Regions from separate parts of the Mus musculus genome. Here region 2 is linked to region 1. A link is a contact called in public HiChIP or PLAC-seq data. All regions are on one chromosome and are shown on one strand. Each heading gives the region's core, a stretch centred on a gene start, on an enhancer-like site or on the middle of the called end of the contact. The rest is flanking DNA. Distances are from core to core; before and after follow the strand shown.

The links. HiChIP or PLAC-seq counts read pairs in DNA pulled down with a chosen protein or histone mark.
Region 2: a contact with region 1 is called in an H3K27ac HiChIP or PLAC-seq map of embryonic stem cells, with 8 read pairs. The contact joins the enhancer-like site here to the promoter of 5430416N02Rik in region 1. A contact is called at or near these places in 3 of 39 promoter capture datasets (the C10 cell line and the HPC-7 cell line), 12 of 484 Hi-C or Micro-C datasets (B cells, the C10 cell line, CD8 T cells and 7 more), 7 of 115 datasets of contacts at active chromatin or transcription factors (the HPC-7 cell line, the SCID.adh cell line, bone marrow-derived macrophages and 1 more) and 2 of 9 other capture datasets (adipose tissue and liver).

Annotation. Positions count from the first base shown.
Region 1 is chr5:100,426,148-100,431,084 of GRCm38.p6, forward strand. 5430416N02Rik (RIKEN cDNA 5430416N02 gene) reads right to left here and starts at 3,388. Exons shown (of 5, transcript NR_034038.1): 1 at 3,179-3,388; 2 at 2,950-3,091; 3 at 589-657.
Region 2 is chr5:100,466,146-100,471,575 of GRCm38.p6, forward strand. All of the region lies in intron 4 of Lin54 (lin-54 homolog (C. elegans)), which reads right to left. Among named protein-coding and RNA genes, the nearest start is that of Lin54, 32 kb to the right of the region's middle. Within about 2 kb of position 1,301, at least 64 of the 459 cell types and tissues checked have an H3K27ac peak or open chromatin away from gene starts, as enhancers often do. A contact at or near this core is called in CD8 T cells, the HPC-7 cell line, bone marrow-derived macrophages and 3 more, where this site is marked.

The DNA.
Region 1 (4,937 bases), core at 2,138-4,637:
AGAGAGCAGGCTGAGCAAGCCAGTGAGTAATATCCCTCCATGGTCTCTGCATCAGCTCCTGCTTTCTGACCTGCTTGAGTTCCAGTCCTGACTTCCTTTGGTGATGAACAGCAATGTGGAAAAGTGTAAGCCGAATAAACCCTTTCCTTCCCAACTTGCTTCTTGGTCATGATGTTTGTCCAGGAATAGAAACCCTGACTAAGACAGACTGCTTAAGAGTTAAGAGGACTGGGGTCCGATTCATAGCACACACATGGCAGCTTCACTCTCCAACTGCAGTGGCAGGGGATCTGATGCCCCCTTACAGCCTTCTCAGGCACCATGTATGCACACGGTGCAGACAAAACACCCACACACACAAAGGCCTGTCGTTAAGACAGGAGGCCTGGGTTGGAGAAACTTCCAAGTCGTCCTCTGACCTCCACACCAACAAGGACACAATGATTGTCTAAATAAAAGTTCTCTGCCACCCCGAAAATAGGTAATTAAGATTTCACCAAAGCCTTTAGGATTCCAGTCTTTACTTCATAATCTTTCCCAGACTGTATCACTCAGAATATTTAATATATACAAAACAAATGACTCTACCTTTCCTGTATTTCGTAATCATCTTCCAACGTCACGCATCTCTTCCAGGCATCACCGAGAACACAATTCCTGAAAAAAGATTGTATTTTAAATCGTGTGCCAGGGGCTGAGGCCTGTGGCTGCCGCATCTCCTTTAGGAAAGCTTGCATATCCTCATTAGTTCCTCAATAATCACAACGGCTCAGTATGTGAACAGCAGTGAAGAGTTTAATCATCGGATATGCAGCCACTAGCGGAAACAGCAAAGAGCTCAGAGCACTCCATGCCCACCAAGTTCTCTAATGTCTCTTAACGTTGCTGTTTTAGTTAAAGGTCTATGACATTTAAGTAAATGCCTTTTGCAGTCCCCCATCTGTCAGTATTACAATGTATCACATTACCAGAATTCAGAGCAGTATAGCCACAGGGCTTGTCAGAGGGACTCTCAGGACCCCTGCATCTCTCCTAGGAGACCCTCAGCAGCAGGCACCCAATTAAACAGGCATCTCACTGAGATGCTCCCAGGCTTTCTCCTCAGCTGCAGCACCCCCTTTTGTGAGAATCTCAGCAGATTATGTTTCTGAAACCACTTAGCCCGTGTGGTGGTCTGACATGGCCCCTCATGTATTCGCATGATCTGTCCCCAGGTGAGCTGTCCGGGAAGGATTAGGAGGTGTGGCCTTGTTGGAAACCAAAAGCCCATGCAGTGAGTCTTGCTCTCTGCTGGCAAAGCAGGATGTGAAGCAACGGTGCCAGCACCATGCCTTCCTGCCTGGCTGTCCCAGCATATAGGACTGACCCGTACAACGGTAAGCCAGCCCCAGCACAACGGACCAACCCCTACAACTGTAAGCCAGCCCCAGCATGATGGCTTCCTGTAAGAGTTGCTGTACTCATGCTGTGTCTTCACAGCCTAGGATTCCTGCTTCTCCGGTAGTGTCGTGGCACTTAGTACCTCATGTTCTTTTACTATGTTAACAATGTTGGAAAACCAAAGTATTCTTCGGGTACTATTCACTTCACAAAATTTTCTCCAATCATAACCTTGATACTTTTTGAAAATTTTTATTTTTCGGCATAGCTGTTTTACCTGTGCGTTTCTTTGTGTAGCACTGACTGGCTGTCCAAGAACTCACTCACTCTGTAGAGCAGGCTGGCAAGTGCTCTGCCCTTTAATCTGCTGCCTCTGCAGGGATTAAAGGCACACACTGCCACCGCTGCTGGCAATAAGGATGACCTCTTACCATTATTCTGTAGGAGAAAAGCCAGCCACAAAAATCCTATGTACTAAAGAAAAAACTCCGATGCACTAGTCTATTATCCCATCTATGTGAATCATACAGAACAGGCAATCTACAGGTACAGGTGCTCCTAGGGACTGGGGGACAAAGGGACAGCTAATGTGAATGGAGTTTCTTTGGAGAAGAGATAGGGTGCAGCTGGTAAAGCCTAGTGTTCCCAGAGCCCTAAGGTTCAACCTTCAGCACATTAACTGGGCTTGGCAGGAACACACACCACTGGGGAGGTGGAGGCAAGATGATCAATAGAACAGTCATGCCAAGCTACACAGCAAGTCTAATCTAGCCCGGGTTACATGAGACCTGTCTAAAAAAACAAAATGAATGTTTTTACAGGGTGGGGTTAGACCTCTACTCTAAAACTGGCCTGAACCTTTACTCCCAGCTTCATGGGAGACCCATTCAGAAAGATCACCCCCAGGTTGAAAACGGACTCTAGGAGACAAGCCCAGCTCAGTAAGATAAAATTGTATCTGTTCTAAAGGCAAGCGTAGGTTGGTGATGCAGTGACTGAAATCATGCACAAATCCTGGGCTTGAGTCCCAGCACTGCAAGATAAAAACCCCGATGTGCTGAGAGCTGATTACATGAGACCAGACTGAACTTCACTTAACTCACTGCCAATTGTGAAAAACCTCACCTAAGGATAAACACACAGCCTTGTATTCTTGACAGTCAAGCAAACACTTGTACCATAGCACCCGATTCCCCAGAAGTTCATGGGCTGCGTTTTATTTAAAAAAATAAAAATAAAAGGAAAAACCCAGCAAAATGTTGATTTCATCCAAATAAGATAAAAGCATATATAATGGAAAAACATGAATAAATTAATTCCTTGATGACTTCAATTCTCAGTAAAATAGGAGGTAAAAAAAACTTGTTGGAATTGAATTTTGTATCATTTGAAGGATACAAAGAAGTCAAAGGTTTTAATCACTGGGCTCCAATAAAATCGCCTAGTCCTGAAAGCTATCCACCCTCGATGCCCTATTCCCAAACTCAAACAAAGTTCTGTGGGCCCTAAGTTTCCGTACCCGTGCAGTTCCCATCGCACTGGAGACAGCAAGGGCCCGAGAGACCTCACCTTCTTTCATTAGCCACCTCCCATCTTCAGAAAAAGCGTTCTCTCATGAGGACAGCGGAGCAGTCCCACTCAAGCTGCTGTGCATCACATCCACAGCGCCAGGTCACATCGAGAGCTCCTGTGCCCCCTCGCCATCCGTGACCTACAAAAGAGACGAGATGAGGCCTGAGATCGCTCTTTTGTCCCGCCTGCTACACAACATTCGGCGGACATCACGACCTGTTCCTACCCATTTGGCGCCATTCTCCAATCAGTCCTTCCCGGCGCGCGCCACCATCGCCAGGGTCAGGCAGGCGTCAGCTCGGTTTCCACCTCTCTACTCCCCATGGCCATGCTCGCCCAAAGCGCGATGGCGCCGGATTGCGCGGGAGCTGGCGTAGACATGATGCCAGAGCGTTAACAAAAGGAGGACCGAATGGAAGCGAGAACGTGCCCACGGAGGCCCTTAAAGGCGCCAGGCCTCTCCGATTGGCTGCTTCGACATAGCATGGTATGTGATTGGCTACATGTCCAAAGCCCGCCCTTCCGGTCAAGCCGCCCAGTCCTCATGCGGAACAGAGTTTACCGCGACTCGAGCTCTCGCGGGAGCCCAGAAAAGGGACTTCGACAGAGTAGGATAGCCGGAAGTTGCTGTCCAGGGGACCGCAGCCTTGGGGACTGCTAGTGGAGTGTCTCGACCTGTCCTCCGGCTGTGTGGGCGATCGCAGCCGCCGAGCCCAGGCACTGCTATGGGACTGCAAAGGTGGGGCGGCGGCACATCGGCTAGCGTCGCCAGACATGTGCAACCGGACCTGGCTGGTGCTCCGCATTTGCCTTCCGGCTTGAGGGACGTTACTCAGAATGCTTTCTTTTTGCCGTTTATTGGGCGTCTGACTTGGTGAGCACCAGTCATCTCAGCCTTTCTGAGGTGTTGGTGAGAGTCAGTCATACCATGCTGAAGGCATACTGAGGAGAAAAGTAGGCGAAATCAATCCCTACTTAAACACTAGCTCCCAAGGAGAACCTTTTTGGTTGGTTTGTGGGGTGCTCTCTTCCTTTTATATCAGCCTGACCCGAGAAAACACGTGTAGTTCAAGCTGGCCTCACACTTGGGATCTTGGTGCATCAGCCTTCGCAGACCCAGCCCTGCACTACGCGTGAGACGTGGTCGCATTTTCTTACAATGTCAAGGGTTTGTTGAATAACAATAAATTCACACGTGATTCGAGTACCATCCTAAGTGCCAAACGTTAGCTTTTCCTTCTTGAATCAGTTTTCATTCGCCACCCCCAACCCCCTGAAAATCCCAAGCTTCTCCGTACTAGTCGGGAGATGTGTGTTAGACCAGAGCTGTGTGCTGCTTTGGATGAATATCGTTCTTGGCTCTTCCTAAAGATAGCACAAGATAATTTGGCTCTGGACCTGCAACTTCTAGACCTTTGTTTGGCTCTCCATCTGAACTCACCTGAGCTCTTCATTTCTTGTGATTGTCAATGAAATAATTCAGATGAGGCACACAAGAGAGCACTGTTGAAGATAAATGGGCTTTAGTACTGGAAAGTGAAGGAACCCAAAGGAGAGAGAAACAATGGCCAAAAAGACTGTTGGCATAAAAGCCTGCTCACAAGGAGCAAGAATGGGGCTGGAGAGATGGCTCAGCGGTTAAGAGCACCAACTGTTCTTCCAGAGCTCCTGAGTTTAATTCCCAGCAACCACATGGTGGCTCACAACCATCTATAATGGGATCTGATGTCCTCTTGTGTGTATGAAGAGAGCAGTGGTGTACTCATACACATAAATTAAAAACAAGGGGCAAAAATAGACACAGGCCAAGGAGATTCATGGTGCCAGCCTATATCCTTAGAAAGGGTTTAAAACTCAAATGTCTCTAGAACAAACAGTTGGTTTGGTTTTGATGGGTTGTTGTGTGTGTGTGTGTGTTTTGTGGGTTTTTTGTTTCTCCTCAGGTGACTGACAGGCCCACTTGGAGTAGCTTTGGGAAGGGGGAG
Region 2 (5,430 bases), core at 51-2,550, 38 kb after region 1:
GTTACTATCCGTTGCAAGAGGAATCTTCTCTGATGATGTCAGCCTTCTTTCTTAAATCCACTCAGGAGTGGCACCGCCCCAAGAAAGCTAGGTCCTCCCATGTCAATCACTAATCAAGAAAATGCCTTACAGGCAGGCATGGTAACCTACAGGAAGATTCCTGAAAGCCTGGTCTACAGAGTGAGTTCCAAGACAGACAGAGCTATATAAAAAACACCTTGTCTCAAAAAGAAAAAAAGAAAAGAGAAAAATTCTTACAGACTTGCCTACATGCCAATTTTATGGAGGCGCTTCTTACTTTAGAGTCCCTCTTCCCATATCTGTCTGAGTTTATGTCAGGGACAAACACCAAGCAGCACAGGATGCAACCCCCTCTTCTGACCCCTGAGGGCACTGGGCACTCACAAACATAAATGCAGGCAAAGTATCAGAAACAAAACTAAATAAAGAAAATGAGTTCATAAATAACATTTTAATTTACAGCACGGCAATTGTTAGGACGCATAAACAAGCCAACTGCAATACACTAGTGGCAAACCAGCCACCAACACTAAGAACCCACTTACTTACGATAGGGCTCTCCCTCTTCCCCCTGTACTCTTGCGTCATGTCACGTATGCCACAGCACAGCACATGACTTCAGTACTTAGCATTTTGCTTGCATTCAGTTGTGTCAACCACCAACTGCAAACTCGTCATTTGTTCCCATAGTGTCGGGAGAGCACACACAAAACCACAGACCGGAGAGCCACTGACAACTAAAGCATAATAGTTTCCTATGACAGGAGTCCTTTATCAGTGTGTAAGCTCCCAGCCCTCTGCTTAACCAACGACAATTAACACGTGAATGTAGCACTTTCATGTAAAATATCTGTGTTTTCTTCTACTTCCTAAGCATAAAGCCAGCTATATCTTCAGTTCCCTTGGAGTAAAATGCAGTCATGTACCTGTATGACCTCACCAAGTCCTGTGAAGAAGCCTTTCTATACTACACGCCTTCCCTGTGCCTTTTTCTCTCTCAGCCCACTGGAAGTCTGGAAGCCAATTATAGATTATAGCCTAAAGCCATTTTCTAGTCTACTAGTAGCATTTAAAAATAAATGGTGGGGCTGGAGAGATGGCTCAGTGTTGAGAACACAAACTGCTCTTGCAGAGGTCTTGAGTTCAATTCCCAGCAACCAGATGGTGGCTCACAACCATCTTTAATGGGACCTGATGCTCTCTTCTGGTGTGTCTAAAGACAGCTACAGTGTACTCACATATGTAAATATAAATGGCTACGTCATTTTTTAAAGTGCATTCAATTAAACCTAAGAGCCAACTTCCTCCCTCCCTTCTCTGACAAAGGTCTCCCTACTGGCCCAGACAGGTTCTGAATGCCAGTTCCTCCTGCCTCAGAGCAATTGTAATGTTGATAATTAACCGATTATCCATTGTAGTCTTTGAAACACAAACTATGTATAGCAGCCAAAAATATGTCTATTGTCTTTTCCTCTGTAAACCTGCATTTAAATTCTATAGCCATAGCCGGGCGTGGTGGCGCACACCTTTAATCCCACCACTCCGGAGGCAGGGGCAGGCGGATTTCTGAGTTCGAGGTCAGCCTGGTCTACAGAGTGAGTTCCAGGACAGCCAGGGCTACAGAAAAACCCTGTCTCGAAAACCCAAAAAAAAAAAAAAAAAAAAAAAAAAAATTCTATACCCTTTAAAAATATTTATTGTGCCATTGCACTTAATCCTAGAACTCAGGAGGCAAAAGCTGGGGATCTCCATGAATTCAAGGCCAACATGGTCTACAAAGTAAGTTCCAAGAAAGAGATATCAAATGAGACTGTCTCAAGTACACACACACACACACACACACACACACACACATGGGGGGGGGGCGGGTAAGGGATGTCGCATATGGGGAGAGGGAGGGAGAGAAAGGGGAAGAGAGAGGGTCAGAGAGAGGAGGAGAGATGGAGGGAGGGAGGAAGGGAGAGAGAGAGAGAAATGTTAAGTATATTTCTAGCCATGGAATTCTTCTATAACACCTCCATATCTTTTTTGTTTTGCAGACCAGTCTTACACTGTAGCCCTGGCTAACCTGGTCTTAATTTTGTGGCAATCCCTCTGTCTCAGTCTCCAGGTACGAGGATGCATTGTTTTTCATTCAGTTATTTACTTGTGTGATATAAACATACATGCACATACATGCACACACCATCACATGCATATGGAGATCAGAGGACAACCTGGGGAAGAAGCCAGTTCTCTTTCTCCCAGGTGGGTCCTGAGGATCAAACCAAAGACTTTTCCCTGCTTGGCCATTGTCCTGGCCCCAGTGATAAAGATTTATTCATTTTGAGGCAAGGTTTCACTACGGAGCTGCTCTAGCGGGCCTTAAACTCACGATGTAGACCAGGCTGGCCTCACACTCACAGAGCTCTGCCTGCCTCTGTCTCCAGAGTACACGATTAAAGACATGCACCACCATGCCAGGAACAGTTTTTAACAGTATAGTTACAAACTTTTCCTTTTTATGACTTTCCATATGCTTAAGCTGACATCATTTCAAAACAGTTTGTTATAATCAAAACAAGTTTTACTGTAGGCCTAATGGTAACCACAAAACAATACTCTTCAATAGAGACCAAATAAGGAATCAAAACACATTACTAGAATAAAATACTTAACTAAAAAGGAAGAGAGTAAGAGAATGAGAAACAGGCAAGCAGTAACAGAACAACAAAACAGGTTCCCTAAGTGCACCAACCTTAAATGCAGAACTGTCCTATTGAAATGACTAACTGGATGAAAAAACAAGGCCCAGCTGCAAGCTGCTCAGAAGAAACTCACTTCACTTCTAACACAGAACACAAAGGGGAAGAAGATGATATTCCAAGCAAACAACCCGAAAGAAACAGGAGTAGCCATATTTATATTAAGTAAAATAGATTTCAATTAAAAAAAAAAAAAAACGGTAAAGAGAAACAGGGAAGACCACTGTCTTAAGATCAAGGAGTCGCCGGGCATGGTGGCGCACGCCTTTAATCCCAGCACTCAGGAGGCAGAGGCAGGTGGATTTCTGAGTTCGAGGCCAACCTGGTCTACAAAGTGAGGTCCAGGACAGCCAGGGCTATACAGAGAAACCCTGTCTGGGAAAAACCAAAAAAAAAAAAAAAAAAAAAAAAAAAAAACCCAAAAAAAAAAAAAGATCAAGGAGTCAAAGGATGAAGTGTTAATTTAGCAAAAAGAAAACAAAAATCAATATATAGTCATCTGGTGTTAAAGCAGGAAGAGGCAGACTAGAGTGCAGAAACAGTGAAGGACTACACACCCGACTGCCAGGAACACACACAGCAGCAGACAGAAATCCCAGAGAAGCATCGGTTAAGCTGCACCCTAGACCAAAAGGACCTAACAGACACCAACACAACACTTCCCCCAGACTTGTAAATTACATGCTTTTCTTATTACCATGTACAACATTTTCTAAGACAGACCACGTAGTCCTGAAAATACAGCTCAACAAAATGTAAACCTGAGGTCACACCTAGAGTCTTTTCCAACCTCAATGCAACAAAACTAAAAATCTGTAAGAAAATAAAACTTTGGAAACTATACAAATACATAAAAAACTTAAAACGTATTCTCTTTCTTTTATTTTACTTTTTGAGACAGTCTTACTACTTACTTAGTCCAGGCTGGCCTTGAACTTCTCTATCCTCCTGCCTCAGCCTCTTAAATATAGGGATTATACACAGGTGTGCACCACCACATCAGCCTAGTTGTTCTGAAATAACAGATTATAGAAACCAAGAGGAAAATGCTTTAAATTCCTTGAAACAATGAAAATGGAAATATATCACATTAAAAACCTCGAAAGATTTCAAACACACAACTTATGTTACATTTTAAGGAACTAGAAACGCAGAACAAACCAGATCCTAGGTTAGGAGAAAGAAATAACAAAGATCACAACAAAAATAAATGCATGAAGAGACTAAAAGCTACAAAAGTTAATTTAAAAAAAAAAAAGAACTGGTTTTTCTTAAAAAAAAAAAAAGCATTTGATAAATGCTTAGGTAGAGTAAGAAAAGATAAGACTCAAATAAAATCAGAGACAAAAATGCAGACACCTGGGTGTGTTGGCACATGCCTTTGATCCTGGCACGCAGGAGGCAGGGGCAGCAAGTTGTAGGATAACCAGAGCTATGTAACAGAGACACCCTGTCTCAAAAGAAAAAACAAAACACACAGGCACTGTGCCTCAGGCCTGTAACTCCAACACTTGAAAGGAATTCCAGGCTAGCCTGGTCTACAGAGTGAGACTGAAGACAAGTGGGCAAGGTGGCTTACCCAAAGCCTGACAGATTGAGCTCAAGTCCCAGGACCCATATGACAGGAGGAGAGAAGCAACTATGGACTCACAGGCACACGCCCTAACATCTGGGAGGCCAAGGCAAGAGGACTCCAGGTTATTCTGGCTACTACAGTAAGGATGAGGCCAGCCCAGGTAAAAGGGGGGACTGCGACCACCATCACAGGGATGCAAGGGACCATCAGGAGTTATTATGAACAACTATACAACACAACAAAAACAACTGGTAAGAAACACAGGCCACTGAACACAGGAACCGCCCTGTGAGCGGAAAGACCAATACCAAGCCTTAGGCTGAGTCAGCTGCCCCATCAGCATCAACTCCTTTCTTTGGTTCTCCCATCAAAGACCAGAGAGTTTCCACACAAAACTTTCAACTAAAACATTTGCAACACACACCAATTTTGGTTAAATTAGTACAAAAAATACAAAAGAATTATTCGAAACTTATCCTATGTGGCCAATATTATTCTGACACCAAAATCAAATAAGAACACAAAACAAGCCGGGCAGTGGTGGCGCACGCCTTTGATCCCAGCACTTGGGAGGCAGAGGCAGGCGGATTTCTGAGTTTGAGGCCAGCCTGGTCTACAGAGTGAGCTCCAGGACAGCCAGGGCTATACAGAGAAACCCTGTCTCAAAAAACCAAAAATAAAAAAAGAATACAAACAAAAAAAGAGAAAAGAAAAAACCTAAAGACAAGTATATTTGACAAACAAACATGCAAAAATCCTCAACAAAATACTAGTCAATTGAGCAAGGTCGTTACTACAGCGTCTGCATAGCAAGAGTGAAACCTGACTTAGGTCCCCATAACCATGAAGCAACTACAACAGCAACAGCAAACACCTTAGAAGCACCATTAGAGCACAGGGGCTGAGAGAAGAGAACTGTCTGTTGTGAGCTGGGAGCTAACCCCGGCTACACAATGCTCCAAGACAAGCTGGACTACAAAGTAAGGCACAAAGAGCGACATGTTCATCAGCAAGTAGAGTGCAGCCAACCACATGTTCACCTCAACAGACACAAAAGGAGTTTTATGAAACTTAGTAACCATTTGTGAT